3 separate regions of the Mus musculus genome follow, and all the other regions are linked to region 1. Evidence: chromatin contacts called from public promoter capture Hi-C data. All regions are on one chromosome and are shown on one strand. The core of a region is the stretch at or near the end of the contact, and the rest is flanking DNA. Distances in the headings are between cores, read along the strand shown. Region 1 holds the start of S100a11 (S100 calcium binding protein A11). Region 2 holds the start of Ivl (involucrin). Region 3 holds the start of Kprp (keratinocyte expressed, proline-rich).

What was found. Promoter capture Hi-C pulls out the DNA fragments that hold promoters and counts their contacts.
Region 2: a contact with region 1 is called in a promoter capture Hi-C map of the 3T3-L1 cell line, with 2.9 times the contacts expected there. The contact joins the promoter of Ivl here to the promoter of S100a11 in region 1. A contact is called at or near these places in 4 of 39 promoter capture datasets (the 3T3-L1 cell line, hippocampal neurons and liver) and 1 of 115 datasets of contacts at active chromatin or transcription factors (pancreatic cancer cells).
Region 3: a contact with region 1 is called in a promoter capture Hi-C map of the 3T3-L1 cell line, with 2.5 times the contacts expected there. The contact joins the promoter of Kprp here to the promoter of S100a11 in region 1. A contact is called at or near these places in 2 of 39 promoter capture datasets (the 3T3-L1 cell line and hippocampal neurons).

The regions. Positions count from the first base shown.
Region 1 is chr3:93,518,647-93,522,510 of GRCm38.p6, forward strand. S100a11 (S100 calcium binding protein A11) reads left to right here and starts at 1,850. Exons shown (of 3, transcript NM_016740.3): 1 at 1,850-1,907.
Region 2 is chr3:92,572,027-92,575,890 of GRCm38.p6, forward strand. Ivl (involucrin) reads right to left here and starts at 1,709. Exons shown (of 2, transcript NM_008412.3): 1 at 1,666-1,709; 2 at 1-753. The coding sequence starts at 730. Gm35639 (a long non-coding RNA gene) reads left to right here and starts at 1,795. Exons shown (of 8, transcript XR_867457.3): 1 at 1,795-1,969.
Region 3 is chr3:92,825,118-92,828,981 of GRCm38.p6, forward strand. It overlaps Kprp (keratinocyte expressed, proline-rich), which reads right to left and starts at 2,130. Exons shown (of 2, transcript NM_028629.1): 1 at 2,098-2,130; 2 at 1-652. The coding sequence starts at 624.

The DNA.
Region 1 (3,864 bases), core at 600-3,099:
CAGAACAATGCTTGGCAATTAGTAGGTTCTCAAATGCAATCAAAGGAATAGTTGATATTTTAGCTTATTCATTAAGGCTGAACAGGTTATTCAGGGACACAAAGAGGCCAAGAAATTTGGGTTTTAAAAAATATTTATTTTGCTATTAATTATTAGGGGGGCACTCACCATAACACACATGTGGAGGTTTAAGGTCAGCATGTAGAAATTGGTTCTCTTTTTTTACTATTTGGGTTCCAGGGATCAAATCCAGGTTAACAGGCTTGGAGGATGCACCCTTACCCTCTGAGCCATCTTTCTGTCCCCAGCAGTTTGGTTTGGTATAAAAGTATTAGTAAGTTACTTTGTTTCTTTTATTGTGTGTTTTGTTCTAAAGTAAGCAGTTAATCAATCAAAATTGCACATTGGGAAAATGTGTTTTTATTGATTAAATATGTTTTTATTGGAGGGCAAGGGCCCAGTTGCAAAATCAATGGAAAAAGGGAGTGGGGATGTAAACTCTATCAGTGCAGGTGTGGAAGAAGGACAGGTGGGTCCAAGCACACAGTAAGCTGAAATTCCAAGGGCCATGATTTTAGAAAATCGTGTAAGAAAGTAATTTTTTTAAAAACATGGTGCTAATGTTTTCAAATAAGGAAAATGGGAAAATGGTCACATCATCGGCAGAAATGGAAAGAGGGTGGATCTAATTATTTTTTGAATTATTGTTGGAAACACAAGAGTGTTTGTTTTGGTTTGGATTCTAATTTTCTTATGAGACAAAATCCTACTCTGTAACCCAAGCCGTTCTGGAATTCACTAGGTAGGCCACAGGCTGGCCTTGAACTTGCAGTAGTCTTCCCTCTTCAGCCTTGCACATGCTGAGATTATAGGCAAGGGCCACCATGTCTGACTTCAAGGGTTCCTAAACAAGAGACAGGAACTGTGACTGGTGAAATTGGGGGAGCAGAAACCAGGAAGCATTCACACAATGCCCTATTCACATCTACTCTGCAAGTTGTTCTTTTTTTTGGGGCGGGGGGTGTCTCCTTAAGGGCATCACTCTATGTGATAGACATTCTACGTGCCTTTACTAAGTGGTGAAGGCAGCATGGCTTGTTTATAGATGGGAAAATGGAAGCTCAGAGGGGCCAGTACTTGCCAAAAGTGCTGCAGTGATGTTGTGGACCAAGGATTAGAAGCTGGAAGTTTGTCATACAATTCCCAACTTTATTGAAACACAGACAGGAAAATGCCGCACTTGCACAGGGAGATGTTTAGCTGCAAGAGTTTTCTTAACTGTCATTTTAAAACTTGAAAGCAGGGTGAAAATTATCTCTAGACAATAATCACCAATATTCTGTTGGCAATAATCACTGCCCTTAGGTAGGCCAGATGGTGCACACCTATAATCCAGCACTTGGGATGCGGGGGTAGGAGGGTCCTAAGTTTGAGGCTAGCCTGTGCTACATAGAGAATCAAAGTCAGCTTTAGCTACTCAGGAATACCACGTGTCAGAAAAATTTAAAAAATCACAACTGTTTATTAAATTTCTTCAGTGTAGCAGGACAGCCCCAGCTCCTAGGGACCTACTTGATGAGCACGACTCACATTCTTTCTGCTTATCTGACCTGAACTGCAAATGGACACGTGCATAGAAAAAGAGCTAGGGGCATGACTTCCCCTAAAGCCAAAAATCTTTGAGATTCCAGGGAGAGAGGAACAGAGACCTGTTGAGTCACAGGGACTACAACCAGTGAGCTGAGTCTAGAGCACCGACATGGGGACAGGCCGAGGCCTGCGGAGGGGCGGGGGCCGGGGCGGGCACAGCCTGAGTCAGGCTGAGGGGCGGGACCCGGACCCCGACCGCCACTCCTGTCCCAGCCACCGTCAGCCACAGTCGCAGCCGGACCTCGCTCCTCAACTTGGTAAGCATAAGTTTTTGAACTTTTTAGATTTTTTTCTTTTTAATGAAAACAACAAAGAGCTACGCATGCTCTTGGCTGGGTGTATCTTGGACTAACGTGTGGACGTGGCAGAAAATGGATCGGGAAGATGAAACTGTGGGAGGCAATTAGAGAAGAGTGGAGGGCACGAGGAAGCCCTAAAATTACACCCTAATAACAGCCTGTGGGGAGAAACGGCGGTCTTTTGTTCTCCCGGGCAAAATAAGTTCTAGGCTGGGTGCGGCTGCCTAACTGGCCTGAGCCCGGGCTGGGTGCGGCCGCTAGACTCCCTGGGGCCGTGAGCCCCTGAACCCAACCAGTGGCGGCCGCCAGAGAGCTGCAGACTCAGTGAGAACTTGGGGCAGCGTCGCTAGGCGTTCATGAAGACTAGAAAGAAAGCGGTTCAGAACGTAGCCTTCCTGAATTCTGGGGGACTCAGCTGCGGGGAAACCGCAGGCAAACAGCCAAGACATACAGATGAGAAACCGGAGCCTGTTGCAGCCATTGGAACCACAGACAGGAATGTGGGAGGAGGCCAGTCCCTCCCAGCTCGCTCTTTTCCTCTCCCCCTTACTCCACTCCCAGCCATCTTTTTAGCCACTCCCTACATCACCTGCCTGTCTCCTACCTGCTACTTCAGTTCCCCTCGTTTCTTTAAAAAATGTTTCCAGTAATTCACATCCCCTCCAAAATCTACCCCTTCCTTTGACTCTTCAAAGAGGATCAGCAAATGTTGGAGAGAGGCCCAAGTGCGTTTTTGCCCTAGTCCCAAACTAATTATAGATTTTTATGTTTTTAAATGGTTGGAAGACATTCAAAAGGAAAAGAATCCCTTGTAATGCATGAGAATGGCATGAAAATCAAATGTATAGAGTTTACAGGCACCGCCACACCCTTTTGCTTTATGTATCCTCACCCTTGCTGCCTGACTATGGCAAGAGTGATAAGATCTTATGGAGCATAAAGAGCTAAAAAATATCCACAGCTGTCCCTTTATTGCAAATAACAGCAACAGAAAGCTTGCGGACCCCTGCTTTGGTGTGTCAGTCTTTCATCACTTCCTACTTATTGTTTCCTTCTTCCCCTTTTCATCACACAGGGTACCTAGGGCCCAGCACCAACAGGTTATGAGGTGAAAGGAGATAGATGAGACCCTGAACACTTGAAGGAAGAGCTTTGGTGCTGGTTGAGAAAGAGATAGTTGGTGTGGTTCCCTCTTTTTCACATATTTCTGTCAAGGGGAAGCTTCCCTGGAACGTTGGGTGTTTAGGTTGCGTTTTAAAAGGATCTCACTGCGTCCTTTCACAGTGGGGTTTTCCTTGCTGTCACTGTTCCCATCATGCAAAAGGGCGATGGTGTGGGCCGTGCCCTCTCTTTCAGCCGCTGCTCCACATGGGCAAAACCTTCCCATCTGAGCCCTCTGTTCTAAGGGAAAGAAGAAAGGAGCATCTATAGGCCTGGAACCTCCTCCCCAGTCTAGCGAGTCCTCCGTGCCAACTCTCCTGCTATCATGTGACACACTAATAAGGCAGCTAGATTTTAGTTCTGATAGGAAGAGCATGTTGTGTAAACACTTGTTTCTAGGCTGTGGTGTTTGGTGTTTCCCCCCCCCCCCCCCCCTAACTTACCAATAGTTTTCTCTCCTTCAGACTCTTTAGAAAGAACTTATCTCCAGAAGAAGGTTCAGGTACTCTGGGCATTCCTAGGTGCAGTGAGCCACAGCAGTGCAATTTTGATAATAAGCTGCTTAAGATAGGTGTTAGGAACGGGGCATGGTGGCGCACGCCTTTAATCCCAGCACTCAGGAGGCAGAGGCAGGCGGATTTCTGAGTTCGAGGCCAGCCTGGTCTACAGAGTGAGTTCCAGGACAGCCAGGGCTACACAGAGAAACCCTGTCTCGAAAAACAAAAACAAAAACAAAAACAAAAACAAAAAAAAA
Region 2 (3,864 bases), core at 459-2,958, 950 kb before region 1:
CTGGTTCATGTAGCTTCTGCTTCTGTTTCTGTCCCAGGTGTAGCTCCTGCTCCTGTGGCTCCTGGTGCCTCTGTCCCAGGTGCAGCTCCTGCTGCTTTTCTCCTGGAATCAGTTTCTGCTCCTCTGGAGTTTTCTGCTGCTGACCCAGATGCAGTTCTGGATCCTGCAGCTTCTCCTGGTGCTGTCTCAGATGTAGCTCCTGTGGTACTAGCATGTCTTGCTGCTGCTGCTGCTGCTTCTGCTGCCCCAGGCACAGACCCTGCTCCTGTGTCTCTTGCTGCTGCTGCTGCTGCTGCTGCTGCTGCTGCTGCTGCTGCTGCTGCTGCTGCTGTCTGAGGTGCTGTTCTTGCATTTGTGGCTCTTGCTGCTGTTGTTGTTCCAGGCACAGGAGCCCCTGGGGCTCTTGTGGTAGCTGCTGCTTCTCCAGATGCAGTTCCTGTTCCTGCAGCTCCTGCTGTGACTTTTTCACCTGCAGCTGCTGCTTTTGTGGTCCTGGCTGCTGCTGGTGCTCACACTTTTGATCAGGCAGATCCTTCACAGGGTTTGGCCGCTTCTCCTCATGTTTGGGAAAGCCCTTCTCTTGAATCTCAGTGAAGACCTGGCATTGTGTAGGATGTGGAGTTGGTTGCTTTGCTTGTTCCTGCTGGATATGATCTGGAGAACACACAGTCTTGAGAGGTCCCTGAACCACAGCTGGAACAGTCACTGGCAGTGTGTGTTGATGGGACATCTTGGAAGCTTCTGTAGACCAAACTGAAAAAACAGAAGGGTCAGAGGGTGGACTGAAGATAAGGGAAATAAAGGAACTGCTGAACATACAGAATATACATTATGTTCTGCGTTCTTGACATCCTTACTACTGAATAGGGCATTCTCCCACTTCCTTAGGCTGTAAATCACAGAAGTAGAAAAGAGTTAGGGTGGAAATGGTGAGTGCAAAGAAATGCTATCCACTGAGCCCTCTTGTTCACTGGAGGAGTCATTTTACAAAGAGGTTCTGCAAGAATAGGCTAGCTGTTAATTAACCTTCTTTTTTTCTGGTCTTTCCCTGGGTTCTGGAAAGACAGTTTCTGTGATATGTCACAATATGAAGGGAAACCTTAGAAAATTAAAGGTCTCACAGAGGACTCCAGAGCTCTGGAAAGCTTAGAGTCTGTGATGAAGGGGAGCTGGGATTGCAGGAACCTCAGACTGGAGTCATATAGCACATTGCAGGCACAGCTCCCATCAAAACACTATGGATTTCTGGGCAGCTCACATAGTCCTTCTGGGTTTAAGGTTTTGTTTTGTTTTCTCCAAAAAATTACCAGGTTGCCCTACTCAACCTGAGAGCTCCTTTCTTCTTTGCTCTTCTGAATGTGAACTGTAGTCCCAGGGCCAAAGTTGAAGAGTGAGGGGCAACTGGAGAGTTACTGAGAATTGTAGCTTGTTATTCTCAGTACTTAGAGTACTTCTAATGCAATTTCTTCACTCCTGTTTTTCATGGCTTTCTCTATACAGAAAGTTTCCCTCTGCACACCTACCTGCTTCCTTGAAGGTTAAGTAATCCAGCTGAATCTAGCCCCAGAGCAGTATCTACTCCAACTCTAAGTAGACACTTATGGTCATGTTCTGGCCCGTTGGGAGCCTACAGCCCTAACTAAGAACCCAGTAGCTAACACTCACCAAACTCACAGGAGGGAGAAGGCAGAGGCTTCCAGCAGAGTCCTGAGCTGAGCAGCAACTAGGGCCCTTTATATTGTTCTAGCCTACAGTCCTTCTCAGGTTGGGGGTGGTAGACTGGTTTCACCACTCCAGTTGGTCAACTTCCTTCCTTTCTGAGTCATCTGATAACTTAGACAGCAAACCCCCACACCCCCAGGGCTCCCTTTTCTAGCTGCTGTTGGAACATGTGGGAGTGTGAAGGCTCAACCCCTCCTAACTGAGATCATCTGACCTGAGCACAGGAGAAGAGAAGGGAGTGAGAAAGGTATCCTACTTTGTAACTTCAACAAAACTTACCTTTCAATCTCAATGGGTTTGGGTTTGGCCTGATTTATAAGTTAGTGTATTCATTTCCAAGGGCATAGAGTGAGAAGCTTTGTGCTTTGGGGATAGCCAGGCCAAGATCTATGGTACAATAAGGAGTCACATCTGAAGGGACATATGGTAGGCATGCTAGTTTGCTATTAGCCCATCTGTACTCAGAATTAACATAACTTGATTTTATAAGGGCATATGTTGTGTCTTGTGAAAGATCAAGAAGATGGAAGCATTAGTCTTAGATTCCTCCAGCTGTATACCAGGAACTGCCCAGCCCCCACATCATACCCATAGTGTATTTATCGAAGTTTCTAAGGATACCATGCTTATAAAGGCTCCTGGTTCACTTCAGGCAAAGGAAACAGGAAGGAGTAGGAATAGGATATGGTGAATGCATTGCATTTCATGATGATAACCAATACTTTCTATAATTATTTTTGGAAATGTACACTATACAAGCTCAGAACCAAATTGTCCATTGTCACCTCAGAACATTGTTTTCCTTCCTTCCTTCCTTCCTCCCTTCCTTTCTTCTCCTCCTTCTCCCTCTCCTCCTTCTCCTTCTCCTCCTCCTCCTCCTCCTCCTTCTCTCCTTCTCCTTCTCCTCCTTCTCCTTTTCTCCTTTTCTCCTTCTCCTTCTTCTTCTTCTCTTCTCTCTCTCTCCCTCCCTCCCTCTCTCTCCCCCTCCCTCCCTCCCTCTCTCCCCTATCTCTCTCTTTCTTTCTTTCTTTCTTTCTTTCTTTCTTTCTTTCTTTCTTTCTTTCTTTCTTTCGGGGGCATGGTTTCTATACATAGTCTCTTTGTGTACCCCTGGCTGTCCTGAAAGTAGCTCTGTAAACAGGATGGCCTTGGATTCAAAGATTCACCTACCTCTGCCCCCTGAATGCTGGTATTAAAGCCACCATTAGAAACATGCTTCTTAAAAATAGATTAGAAAACATTATAGAGTAGGAATTTAAGCATCTACCAACCTTCAAAATGCTCATAGTAGCCTAAGACACATATGATAAAATTCAGATTCACTGCTATACTCAAAAGGCCCTGGCTCATGTGACTTCTCTCTTTTGTCTTGACACAAGTTACCCTTTCTTTGAAATGTATGCTACAATCTCCCTGCAGGTCCTTGGTCCCTAGGGCACATCCAAAGTGCTTTGACTCAGGACTATGTACCTGCTGTCCTTTCTACTAATAGGCTCCTTTCCAGTGCTCTGACATGTATTCAAGCTTTGACAGGAATGTTGAGATCTGACGAACATACTCCTCTGAATGCCCTAACTATCAGATTGTCTTCAGCTTTAATTAACTAATAAATTTTAGTTATTCTATCTATATTTATTTCATATTATTTATCTGTCTTCCACTGAAAAACAAGTTATATTTTGAGAGAAATATTCTGGGTGTGCTTTCCATTGTCTCAAGGACCTATCAAAGTCACTCCATACACTAAAACACTATCAGTATTAATTAAAAGAATAAATGACAGCAAATCTCATACCTACAGACAACAACTTCCTAATATTTTAATGTCAAACAATCTTCATGTGTTTGAAAATGTGTGTGCTAGGAAAATAAAGCTGAATTGTGGCTTATTTTTGTCTTTAGTGCTCAGTTAACAGCTTATTTTATGGAGTTCATCATTAACACTTTTTTATGAGATCATACAAAATAATATAGTAAAATAATGGAAAGATAAAACTCATTTCTAATTAGTCTTGAGAAGTTTTTCAGTTCCCCATAGTTGTCCTGAGGAGCATATAATCTTTGTCTTAAGCAGATTTGTTTACAATAATTCCCTATGTTCCTGGGATGTATTCTTTAAAGAGATAGAGGACTGACATGACC
Region 3 (3,864 bases), core at 880-3,379, 690 kb before region 1:
ACGCCGTGACTGTGATTGAGGAGTGCAGCTACCGTAGGAGCCCTGATACTGGTACTGAGTGGAGAAGCCTCCCTGGCCCTGGCCCTGGCCCTGGCCCACTGCGGGACATTCTACATAAGTGTAGCCAGGCTGAAGGGCTGGAGCAGGCATGTAGGTTGAAACCGGATATTCCACATAACGAGTCTCTGTATAGTACACTGGAGGACACTCTACATAATAGGTCTGAGGAGGTTGTGGGATTTGCACGTAGGAAACCTGAGATTGACATGGAGCCTGGCATTGAACACAGGAAACCTGAGTCTGGCAGGGAGCCTGGCACTTTATCTCAGTGGTCTTAGGCTGGTATTTCACCTGGGTAGTCTTTGACTGGCACGGGGCCTGGCATTTGCCTTTGGTGGTCTTACATGGAGCCTGGCCCTTCACTTCAGTGGTACTGGACTGGCATGCAGTCTGAGAAACTTGAACTGGGCATGGTGCAGCACATTCCAGAACTTTCATCTCACATGGAGCTTCCACCAGCACCTGGTTGTTGGCGTAAGAAAACTGTGAGGGGCCAAAGGAGGAACCCTTGACACAGCACTGGGGTATCGGCACACAACACTGAATCGGTTGCTGGTCACACATGGTCCTGGTGCAGGTGAGTAAGCAAGACCTGAGGGTAGAGAAACCAGGGTCAGGAGGCTAAGAGATGGTAGTCAGGAGCTGGGATCTAGAACAAGAAACCTGGCATATTCTCTGGTTTTTCTTTATATGCTTTCAACCAAGAATCTTTACTGACTTAGCTGAGCCCATACTAGTCACTATTGCTCATGAGACCTGCCCTGGTTGTGCCAAAATTCAGTTCTGCATAGCTGGGTATAAAGTTAGGCATACCAATGTCTGCCACCAGAGAGCAGTGATGACAAGCAGATTCAAAGTCAAGTAGCAGAAAACAGCCCTACAGGAAAAACAAGTAACAGCTTGTTTCTGTTTGTGCATAGCCCAAACTGAGACTTCCATGCACACAGGAACATATACACAAGCCACATGTGCAAATGAGCTCGAGGCAGGGCTGGGGGAGCACTGGCATTATCTATGTTCACATTACACCAGAGTCCACTGAATTAGCAACAGATCCAGGCAAATGCTGGACCTGTCAGACCCAGTGTTCAATATCTGCTGCTTTGCATTCAGTCTTTTAAAGTAAATTTTAAATAGATCCTCACAGAAATATGAAAATATATATACTTTGTATGCAAAACACACCAGCCTTAAGATTAATGGCCACTTGTCCAGGAAGGTTGCTGTTATTAATGACCTGGAGGATGACAATCAACGGCTTCAGAAATGTTTTCTCCTAAGACTCTCTGAGATGCAGAATGGAGTTAATTAAACTGAGATAAGCCAGAGACTATCATATTCCTCATCACATTCAAGAGTTTACAGTCAAGTAAGACAAGTCAGAAACCCTTATGGATTTACATTGTGTGTTCATCACAATATACCCTAAGGCATTCAGGTATATGCTCCTATACTACCCTTAGCTAGCAAGAAAATACAGTAACTCCCATCTGCTTTTCCCAGAGCCACCTGTCTGTTCAGGTAGACTAATGACTGTCAAAGCACAAGGTTAAATTGACAATTGAATCATAACAACAAAGCACCTCTCACAAGCTTCCAAAATACCCAAAATTCTCCCCCTGGAAAACAGAGCTAGACATTTCCCATTTGTAGCAAGCGTCTGTGTTCACTAAAGAGGGTGATCCATCCTCCTGTGCCTCTATGCACAGAACATAAATAACTACTGTACCCATCCTTCTGTGCCTCTAACCACTCAAAATAAATAAATATTGTATCTTCTCCAGGGACAACAAGTTCCTAACAGAAAGAAATGATACCTGGAGAAAAGACCAGGAATGCCAAAGATAAATACACCAACTTTAAAGCCCCATCTCTTCCCATAAATTCTACACATTTTATAATCCTTGGTCAGTGTTCCACCTCAGACTGATGTCCCTCTGCCCTAGCTTCTGCCTTAATCATTCCTCAGTCTTTACAGTCTGGGGACCCCTTGAATATCCATCACCCATGATCCCAGGACCCAGCTTCCAGACTCACCCTCCTCAGCAGGCACAAAGTCATTCAGGCTAAGGCATCTGGACAGAAGGCTGTGTTTATATAAAGAGTTGTGGGTCTGGCTCACACTATGAGACAACTGGTTGGCATCTGCCCAAGGTAACATTCCACCACGTAATTTCCTCCCTGTGTGCTGTCCATCTAGTCACCTACAGAGTTGGGAGTGTCTGTCCCTGGTGCCAGAGTTTCCAGGCTATAGAGAAGCAGATTATTTTTTCTCATTTTTCATCCTATCAGGTTCCTTTCCATCCCAGCAGGACTCAATGGTGAAGGTGGTGAAGAGGCACTGAGGTATCATCTTTCCTAGAAAATTACTCCATGTTCTATCTTCTCCTTGCCTCAGATTCTCACAAGATAGAAGTAATGAAGGAAGCATTCCTTGACGTAAAGCAATCAAGCCTAAAGTCTAAAATCAAGTCAACTTCAGAATGAGGAAAATGTGAAGTCAGAGCTGCATGTAGTGTCTCGTGCTGATGACTTACAGCTTGGAGACCTTTATAGCTAAACTAGAAGTTAATTTGCTCTTCTCCAAAATGGATGAATCTTTTTAAAATTATCTTGGCAACTACAATTCTTTCTTACAAATCTTTCTTACCAAGAATGATGTTCAAAATAGCCAACATTTTCTCAATGTTGGTAAGCATGCCATAAACAAAAATGCAACTGGATCAATGTGCATCTGCTATGACCCAGTCTAAAGCAGAGGAGACAGAGGATGAACAGCAAGTGCTTGCCTGATGCTATACAGCAGTCCTCCAAAGCATCTTAAGGCACTCCATGTCTTAGAAGACAGCACAGTTCAGAATAGAGCTAGCAAGGTGACCCCATGAGACATATAAACACAAGCTGGGTGTTCTTTACATTTTACTGCACTTTGTTAAAACTAATAATTTTTTAAAGTAAATAGATTTTATCTAATGTTGTAGATCTCCATGTTTTCCTTTATAAATTAAGTCTGTTTAGGGGGTGTCTACCTTTTATCAGACTGACAATAGTTACCCTCCAATAATAGCATATATGGTTTTACATTCTACAAAGATTCATCATTCTTTTGTTGTTGTTGCTTTGGCTTTTGTTTTTTCTTTTCTTTTCTTTTCTTTTCTTTTCTTTTCTTTTCTTTCTTTTTCTTTTCTTTTTTTCTTTTCTTTTTTCTTTTCCTTTCTTTTATTTTTTTTGAGACAGGGTTTCTTTGTGTAGCCCTAGATGTCCTAGAACTCTTTCTGTAGACCAGGCTGGCCTTGAAATTAGAGATGTGCCTGCCTCTGCCTCCTAAGAGTGGGGATTAAAGGTATGTGCTACCACGTGCAGCCCTTCATTCTTCATTCTATATATACAGTGCAATCTAAAATGTAAGACTCCTTATATTATTTTTCCAATATTCTTTTTATGGTTAAAAAGGAAACATTGTGCTGAAGAATTGTTCGGTGGTTAATAGCATTTACTCTGTAATCCTGAGAATAAGAGTTCAGATGCCATCAGTAACCTAACAGCCTACCAGAAATTCTTTATAAAAGTCCATAATTCCAACTTTTAGAGGACACCAAGCTAGAGGGATCCCTGGGGATGAAGTGCTGGCTTCCAGCATAGCCAAGATGTGGATTCCCAGGTTCAGGAAGATTACTCTGCCTTAGAAGAACATGTGGTAAATGATAAAGAGGACACATGACATCCTCTCCTGACCTCCACATGCAGATCCAGGCATAAGCACCTACATATGTGCATGCATAGACACTCACATAGACACCCCTC